2 separate regions of the Ovis aries genome follow, and region 2 is linked to region 1. Evidence: chromatin contacts called from public Hi-C data. All regions are on one chromosome and are shown on one strand. The core of a region is the stretch at or near the end of the contact, and the rest is flanking DNA. Distances in the headings are between cores, read along the strand shown.

Region 1 (4,580 bases), core at 118-2,617:
CCTCCCTAAAGAAGCAACAATATGATATACTCAGAACACTGATGTGGGGGTCCAAGGGACAAAATAAACAGAAATACTTTAACTGCTGCATTAAATATTGCCATGTTAGTTTAAATTTTGGAGTAGGATGCCTGGGTTTGAATCCTAGTTCTGCTACTTGCTAGCTATGGATCCAGCAGGGTGATCCTCTGTACCTCAGATTCCTCACCTATAAAATCTTAACAGAGTTGTTGGAGGAATACATGAATTTATATTCGAACATGCTTAAATCAGCGCCTGGCAGCTACAAGATACTACCTAAGTGTTAGCTATGACAACAATGATGAGCTGACAACACTCGCTGAGAGCAGCTGTTCCACCCAGGAAGCAATTCTGCGCCGCTGAGGCCCAGCATTCCAGAGGCACACTGGAATGTGTGTGTTAATTCTGAGTTAGAAGGGACCCCGAAGATCCTCTGGTCCACAACACCGGCACACTCAAGATTTGGGAATCCACTCTGCCTGGGTCCAGAAGCAGAAGCAGGTCTGGAGTTTCCTTCTCTCAACCTGTCTCCTGAGCAATCAGGGTGGTTCAGCTGCAGCTGCCTCTGGCAACTGGCTCCACCCCCACAGAGCCATCACTCCGGCACGTGTGATCCCGTGAAGCATCCTGTCTCGGTGGGCCTGCTCAGCAGGTCCCATCAGAACTGAAATGTCAGCAAGTGGGTACTCCCACTGCCTCCCTCACGCAGACAGCTCCAGCGCCCCCGTGGACACTGATCAAGCACTGCAGTCTTCTGCTGAACAACACATAACTTTTCCAAGGGCTCCCCTGACCCCTGTCCTGGTGCCAAGAATACCTGTGGACTGTTGCCTGGAGGGGCTGGCAAGAAAACCAAGTTTCCCTCTTTCTTCTTCTTCTTCATTACACGCCCTAACCTCTCACTTCCCACGCCACTAAGGAACGCAGGTCAGCTTCAGGGCCTTTCTCTGTTCCTTCGTCTCTTTCATATACACACGCACACATCCATGTGAAGTCACCAGAAGCATGAGGTACTAGAGAGGTAAAGCTCCTGCCCAGGGTAAGAGTTCAGACCACAGATCAGCTCTATGGAAAGAGCTGGAACACTTGGAAAGGGTAGAAACATCTGGACAGCCATCTGAAAATAGCATACAGAAACACAAACGTGTCTGGAAAGTGCTGGGAACGAAGGCCTTCATCCCAGCCCCTCCTGGATGGACTCTTGGGGTGCAGGATCAGGGCCGGCTTCTCTGAGCAGGGCCGCACGCCAGCAACATCAGCAAACCTTCTCCGGGAGGGCAGCTGCACACCCGCCACACACCCACACAAGACATGCTTGTCTTCCCGGGGATGACTGTCACTGGCTCCCCCAGCGCCTGTTTCCTCACGTGGCTTCTCAGCTCTCAGTGTGGCCGGATCATCTCCTTAGTATCAATCTCCTCTGACCTCGGCCTGGCCTGGACACGGCCTGGACTTCACATAATCCTGTTAGGACAAGTAGGCCAGCGGGCAGCTACTGGTCATGGAAGAGGCTCAGGCAGGGGCCCCTGAAGGCCCATTCAGGATGAAGTCTTTATCTTTAGGACTTTACTAGAGCCGACAGTTCCACAAGGAGAGCCAGGCCTAACCCAGGGATACAGTTTCCTTCACGGTGCCCTGGCCAGATACACCCCCAGCACTGACCACCCGTAGGTGGCTGATGCTGTAGACTGCACCCCGAAACCCCAGGGGTGCTGTTTTTTTGGAGCTGACATGGGGGTGGCCTCTCCCAATGTCTGTGGAGGCTCTCCTTCAAGATTTTGTAGGGAAGGTTTGATCACCTTATTTTTGACTCTACTTTACACAGTACAATATGCTTGTCTTAAACAACCAATATCCTATGTGAAGAAGATGCTTCAGGGTCTGAGAAATCTGAAGCCCCTAAAATCTGTCCCTGGGCCTCACGGGTCAGTATCTGGTGTCACATTCAGCTCAGGCCTCAGCCTCCTGCCCAACTGCACTCCTTGGCTTCTACCCAAAAGTCAACTTTCTCTGATGGGCCTCCTGCCCGGCTCCAGTTCTGTACCAGCGTCCCAGAGACAGAGGCACCCCAAGAGAATAGGAGTGTACCTGAGAGTGCCCTTTGGGGCCCGCAAAGCGTGTCCAAGACGGCTCTCTGAGGAAGCGGGGCAATTGGCGAGATGCGATAGGTGGATGGTGAGACTCTCAGCTGTTTCTATCATTTGCCAAGTTAGACTTTAGCCTCCACTGCACTTTGGACCCTCATGACTCCCAGAAGAGGTCCTGCTGGCTCTCAGGGTGTCCTTTGGGATTCCTGGCTGAGGGAGGGGTCAGCCAGCTTCCTAGGACTCCAAAGCTGAATACAGAGCAAAGGAAGGTACCAGCCAGAACTTCCAGCCATGGGGGCCCACAGGAGGTGCCCCCAGAAGCAACCTTGGCCACACTACCTGGCTGGAGACTCTGTGGGACACTGAGGCTAACTCATGGGAGTGGGCTTTGCAGGAAGTCACTGAGAGCAGCCCCCATGGAGACCACTGCAGGGCACGCGACCCTCACGGCCTCACTCACTGCAGATGAACCCTCTCGTTTCACAGGAGGGACAAAGAGACAGGGAGGTAGGGGGATGTGCGTAACGAAGGGCCTCAGCTCCTCAGGGTCCTCTGGGTGAGGCTTCCCCGACGGCCTGCCCTTGCCACCCACCCTCTCCCGCCCTCACTCCACTGCCTCTGCACTTCACAAGCCCCAGTTCTGTCCAGCTCAGAAGGGAGACCACGCAGGTCTGGCAGGCCTTGCTTACCTTCCCCCAGAGGGTCCAGGCTGTGGAGCATGAGCTGGTAGATGGTGCTGCGGATGGTGCTGTTGTGCAGAGAGGCCGAGCTGCTCCCTCGGGTCAGCATGGACGAAAGCTGAACAGGAAAGAGCCGCACAGGCCTCATTGGGCCCCCGTCAGAGCCAGGGGAGGCGCCACAGGGGGGCCTCGTGAAAAGTAAAGATCAGAGCCTTATCTTGGCGTCCCCTCTCCCTTCACCTCAACAGGAGAGTTACAGTGCTTCCCTTCTCAGCCTCCCCTCAACTCTTCCATGACTGGTTAATTCTACCTACCAAGTCATTCCCCAAGCTCCTGACAGGGAGCAGACGATGTATATTAAGGACACCACATTCCTGAGGGATGGTCCATCCCTGCAAGTCCACCCTCTAAGAAACAGTCTCACCCACACACCTCACAGACAGCCCCTGACAGTCCCCAGAGAACACCCTGGCGCTGTGTCACTGGCCCACCCCCGGAGACAAGCAAGGCTGTGACACCCACCTACAGAGAAAACCGAAAGTCACCAAGGCCGAGTGCTTATCCGTCTTTGGGGCATCAGTGAAAGAGTTAAGACGGGGGCCCAGGCCTTCGGAATCCAGCCCTTTCTTTTCTACCCATGTGCTCAAGAGACCTTCACAGGTACACACATACACACGTCTGCATCTGCAGACACACAGGTGTGACACCTACTCACCCATAGCATTAAAAAGGCAGACCAAATGGAGTCGCTTGTGCTCTGCTCACATCACCAAACTGAAACATAAGACACCTAACCTAACTGCAGTTCCAGCCCCTCCAAGGAACGTACTCTTAATCAGTTAGTCTGGAAAGACCTGGTTAGCACACTAGTGAGGTGATCTACTGACAGACCCTTGCTATCCCCCAAAGGAAGGTGACCTTGCCTGAAGCAAACTGGAACTCCTTTCTATTTGCTAAATGGGATGCTGCCCAATTCAGGAATTATTGAATAAAGCCAATCTGATCTTTAAATTGACTCAGTTGGATTTTTTGTTCATTTTTTCACACTAGTGACACACATAGAAACACCATCTGATTTACAAGGAAACATCCAAAGTCAGACGAACTGCTTGCTCGGTCCTCCTCCAGCCCTCTGGACCTGACCTCTTCTGCCATCTAGTGGCTATGGTCACATAATACTTCACAACAGTCCTAGGAATTTTCGTAGGATGGGGGAAGTTTCATTCAGCACCCAGCCTCTTCTAAGGTCCTCAAACTTCTTCCCAAATGCCCCACAGGCCAAAGGCAGCTAAGACATAGTTTTTCAGAAACCTCAGATTCCTTTGCCCCGCCCTTTGTATGTTTCTCTTAGTTCTAGGGCATTCCAAAGCCACAAGTAATTCGGCTTTTAGACCAGAGTGTTGGAGCTACAAAGTGGGACTTGAGTTTGTCTAGTCCAGACATTTTCCTGATGCAGAATCTGAGGCCCATGCTCACACAGGCAGTGAGCAGTGACATTCTGGGCTTAGCTCCCAAGCTAGTGCCCCCTCCAAGGCCACCTGGAGGTGACAGTCCCTCTGGCTCCCTCCCTGCTCACCCTGACAGAGTTCCCAGGAGCTTCCCAGGCTTGAGCCCAGCCCAGGATCCCCGGCTTCTGGGCCATAGCGTCCTGGGTCTGTGGTCGTCCTCTGAAACCCTGCAGTGGCCCCCTGGGCAGACTCCACATGGCACCCACCTTCAGCTTCTTGTTATCCTGCTGCTCATCCACCACAACTGTCCCATCGCCCAGCTGCAAACAGGGACAGGAATCACA
Region 2 (4,218 bases), core at 367-2,866, 160 kb before region 1:
AGCCCGCACACCACAACTAGAGAGTCATCCCTGCCTCCCGAAACTAGAGACAAAGCCCACGCAGCAGGAAGACCCAGCACAGCCAAAAATGAATAAATAAGTACAAGTATTTTTTCAAAAGGTTAAAAAAAGCAAAAGACTGTGGGCTCAAGTTCCAACCTGAGTTACAAGCTTTCAGTTAAACACGTGAAATGCTTACCTTTACCTGATTCTGCCCCTCTTTTATCTCCACTGTCTAGTTCGGAGTAGTCTCTACAGTCCCCTCTTCAGGCCAAGTACCCAGAGGGCATGCCCGGGGCTGATCTGCCGGCTCTGCAAGGTACCCAGCACACAGGGCAGACACCCGGATTGTGATGACAAAGACGGATGCCTGACACTTTGTCCAAGCCCAGGAGACACCAGCTCTGAAGCAATCTGCAGTGACAGCACCAGGGTGGGAAGTGAACAGCCTGTTTCTGCAAATTTCCTGTATTTTTGCCAGCTATGTCAGAATCTGACAGAAGCAGAAAGGATTAAGGGAGAAAGTCAGAAGTGAAGTGAGGGGAAGACAGTAATGGTGCTAAATATACCAAAAACTTGGTAATCAAATGGCCTTTTTCTAGTTCTTCCAGGCATTGAAGTTCATCCTCCAAAACCATGAAGGAGAGAGACTTCATGTGCCATTTCTATAATGGGAATAATGTAATCGTCACTCGCCCTCTTAAAACACCCACCAAACATGAATTTATACAATTATACAATTCTGGATCAACTTCTGTGTTAAAACCACATCCTTCTGATGATTAAGACTCTAGAATAAGCCTTGACATAAGATGTTGTTGTTGGTTTTTTTTTTTAGGAGAAGATGAAGGCCATTAGTGACCATTCTCCTCCCCTACTCTTATCGACCCCTACTCCTTTGTTCTTGAGCTATACTGGGGATTTGGAAGCCCCAACCTTGGTACTCACCCCTCCCCAGCAGTTCTTTATACCCATGGGAGAGTTATTTGAGGACCAGCAAAGCTTTTGGCACTCTTTAGCTTTCTCTATCTCTTTTATACTTTAATAAATCTTTATTACACAAAAGCTCTGGGCGATCAAGCCTCGTCACTGGCCCCAGATTGAATTTCTCTCCTCCAGAGGCCAAGAACCTCAGTCTTTCATGGCTCAACAACAACCTTTCACTATAAATTATCCACCCCATCTAAATGTAACAGTTACCCACACATTGCTTTGCTGACTATGTTTCTCCAGCTCTTCCTGTAACTTAGGAAGTAACATCTTCAGAACATTATAAAACACTCCTTAGATAATTTAGAAGCCCTCTTTCAAGGCCCCGCCTCACTTGTATATTTTTTTTAAATACTGCCTCTGGATTCTTGGTCTTCAATTTGAAACTTTTACAGCTGCTTCAGCACTTCCTTCCCTGAGAGAGCCTGTGGCCTTGCTCCAAACAACACTGCATGTCTTCCTCTAAGTATCTGGGTTTGTTTTGGTTTTCTACAACTGAGCTGTTGCTCTCTGAATGGCTGGAGCCAAAGCCTGCTGGGAAAAAAAACAGGAATGGGCCCCTGCAGCTCCATACACAGAGCCAAGGAGCTTGGAAACTTCTGGGAGGAGCAGCTGGGTGAAAAGAGGCAGGCCTCTATGGGATTCCAGATCACATCCTACTGGGACACAAATGACCCTGGAGGGCTGTGCTTATAGTTTCTCAAGGGCCTGGCACTTAGCTCTGCTGTCCCAGTGACTCACATGATAATTTTCCAGGCCTTCAAACTGGGTCAACAAGCTTTGTTTGTCCAGAGAGCTCCCCTGGGATGCACTGGAAGAAAAGAGACTGAAGCAGACTGAATGGGGATGTTTGGCCAGGTGATTCTTTCTGCTGACTTTCAGCCGGAGGAAATATTACCAGTATTCAGGCCAAAAGTTTGGAGAACTGAAAGCTGCCAAGCATCTGGACTGGATCAACATGCACAAGAGTTATTAGTTAAGAGTTAACCTCACTGCTAATGGTGGGTTTTGTCATTCAGGAACAAAACAGATACCGTGTGTGTGTGTGTGTGTGTGTGTGTGTGTGTGTGCGCGCGCGCACGCGTGCGCACGCACATATGCATGTGCTCAATCAGTCGTGTCCAACTCTTTGCAACCCTATGGGCTATAGCCTGCCAGGCTCCTCTGTTCATGGGATTCTCCAGGCAAGAATACTAGAGTGGGTTGCCACTCCAGATCCTCCTGCAGTGGATCTCCCTGACTCAGAGATCAAACCAGCGTCTCAGGCAGATTCTTTAGCACTGAGCCACCTGGGGAGCCCCCAAGTAACTTGGGAAGACCCTAAATCAAAATGTTCACTTTCCACAGATAAGAAAGACAGCAAGCTTGTGCTATGAATCATAGAAGCTTCCTTTAACTGTGTGACCTAATCCGCTTATTTATTAAGCAGTGGAATCATCCTGGGGCAGTATTTCTCAGATTTGAGAAATCACAGACCCCAAGAACATATCTGAAGAAATTTTATAACTTAGAATTAACTCATCTGCCTGCAGTGCAGGAGATCTGGGTTTGATCCCTGGGTCAGGGAAGACCCCCTGGAGGTCGAAATGGCTACCCACTCCAGTATTCTTGTCTGGAGAATCCCATGGATGGAGGAGCCCGGGGGACTACAATCTGTGGGGTCACAAAGAATCAGACATGACTGAGTGACTCAGCATGCATGCATAGAGGCATTATTCACAATGGCCAGAAAGCGGAAACAAACTGAAACTAAGCAAGACACTGTGGGGCTCTTCTGGGTACAAACCCTTCATGTTTCTTGTTTGTAGGATATAGGCTTCATTCAGTGCCCTAGACCTTTGGTGAGTTCCAAAGGGATGATTCAAACGGTTGCTAATCAGGGAGGAGAGGGAACAGAGAAACAGCGGAGGAGCAGTCAAGAAACAAAAATGCAGGGACTTCCCTGGATGCCCAGTGGTTAGGTCTGCCTGCTTCCGCTGCAGGCGGTTCCATCCCTGCTCAGGGAATTAAGATCCCGCATGCCCGTGGCATGACAAAACAAACTAACCAACAAAAAACAACAGCGCAGGGGTAAGGTCCTTGTCCTTTTGAAGAAACATATAACAACATCTCTGAGTTCTCCTGCAGGAACCCAGGTGGAAGAGGGTATCTTCAGGTTGAGCACAAGATTCCTAGAACAACCACCTTGTTAACCTCACCACCAACCAACCAGAAGAAAGTCACACAACTTTCTTTGAGAAGAACCCTCATCCCAAATTTTGCCCACTGGGGAGTTCAGGTTTTCTAAGTACAAGCTGCCCATTCTCCTGCTTGGCCCTGCAATAAGCTGCCTTTCTCTGCTCTAAACCCTGATGTTTTGCTAGTCTAAGAGTTAAATTTACATGAGACAGATTAACAGGAGAAAATCATGTAAAGTTTACTTACACAAATATGTGGGCGGCACCCAGGAAAATTGAATAACTCACCAAAATGGCCTCATTTTAAATAACTTCTTCAACTAAAGACAAAAGATGTTTAGGGTAGGGAGAGTCAGTTTTGGAAGGTTAACAGGAAACGCACAGTAAAGTGGTGCAGATTTAAGTTGCCTTCCCACCATGGTCTCTAGAGTTTGGGGTTCTTCCACAGAGAAGGGGGAGATTTCCCTTACAAATGTAAATATTTCTTACAAAAAGGCAACTTCTACTTGGTTTTCAGAGCCCTTCCTTGGCTAGGGAACTGACACCCTGCCAGCTGTGTGGTATGACAAAAAAAAAAAAAAAAAAAAGAACCAGAGAAACTCACCAAGAAATGACCTGAGGCCAGATTAAAGGAGTACAGGCCCTGCACACACCCAAATCTAATCAGCAACCCTGCCCTTGAACCATTGCTATAAAATTCCTCACCAAATCCTTCCTGGTTGGGACACACAGTTTCTGAGGCATAAGCCCACTGTTATCCCCACTTTGGCAAAGCAAAGCTACTATTTTCTTCTTCAACCACATCTCTGTTTCTGAGATTCGATTCACCACCGGTGCATAGAGGTTGAGCTTTTGGCATCAGTACCAATTAATCTAATGTGGAAAATTCTCTAAGAATGTCTCCTGCTGGGGCCTCACTTGGGTCATGGATTGACCACCCCTGATCTAAACACTATGACCTTCCAAAAGTGTCTGAAGCAATGGAATAAAATGGATGCTGCTAACTGAAGTCAGAGGGGGAAGGGCAACAAGAATTTATGTAAGCAAGGGT

Evidence for each region. A called contact is a pair of places that touch in the nucleus more often than the background predicts.
Region 2: a Hi-C map of omental adipose tissue shows a contact between it and region 1, with 2.7 times the contacts expected there. The contact joins two enhancer-like sites. A contact is called at or near these places in 11 of 16 Hi-C or Micro-C datasets (blood, hypothalamus, liver and 5 more).

What each region holds. Positions count from the first base shown.
Region 1 is chr7:12,523,413-12,527,992 of ARS-UI_Ramb_v3.0, reverse strand. It overlaps SLC24A1 (solute carrier family 24 member 1), which reads right to left. Exons shown (of 10, transcript XM_060418870.1): 4 at 2,798-2,906. Among named protein-coding and RNA genes, the nearest start is that of SLC24A1, 40 kb to the right of the region's middle. Within about 2 kb of position 1,367, at least 7 of the 54 cell types and tissues checked have an H3K27ac peak or open chromatin away from gene starts, as enhancers often do.
Region 2 is chr7:12,686,534-12,690,751 of ARS-UI_Ramb_v3.0, reverse strand. It overlaps LOC132660155 (a long non-coding RNA gene), which reads right to left. Exons shown (of 4, transcript XR_009601411.1): 3 at 200-4,218. Among named protein-coding and RNA genes, the nearest start is that of TRNAQ-CUG, 30 kb to the left of the region's middle. Within about 2 kb of position 1,616, at least 16 of the 54 cell types and tissues checked have an H3K27ac peak or open chromatin away from gene starts, as enhancers often do.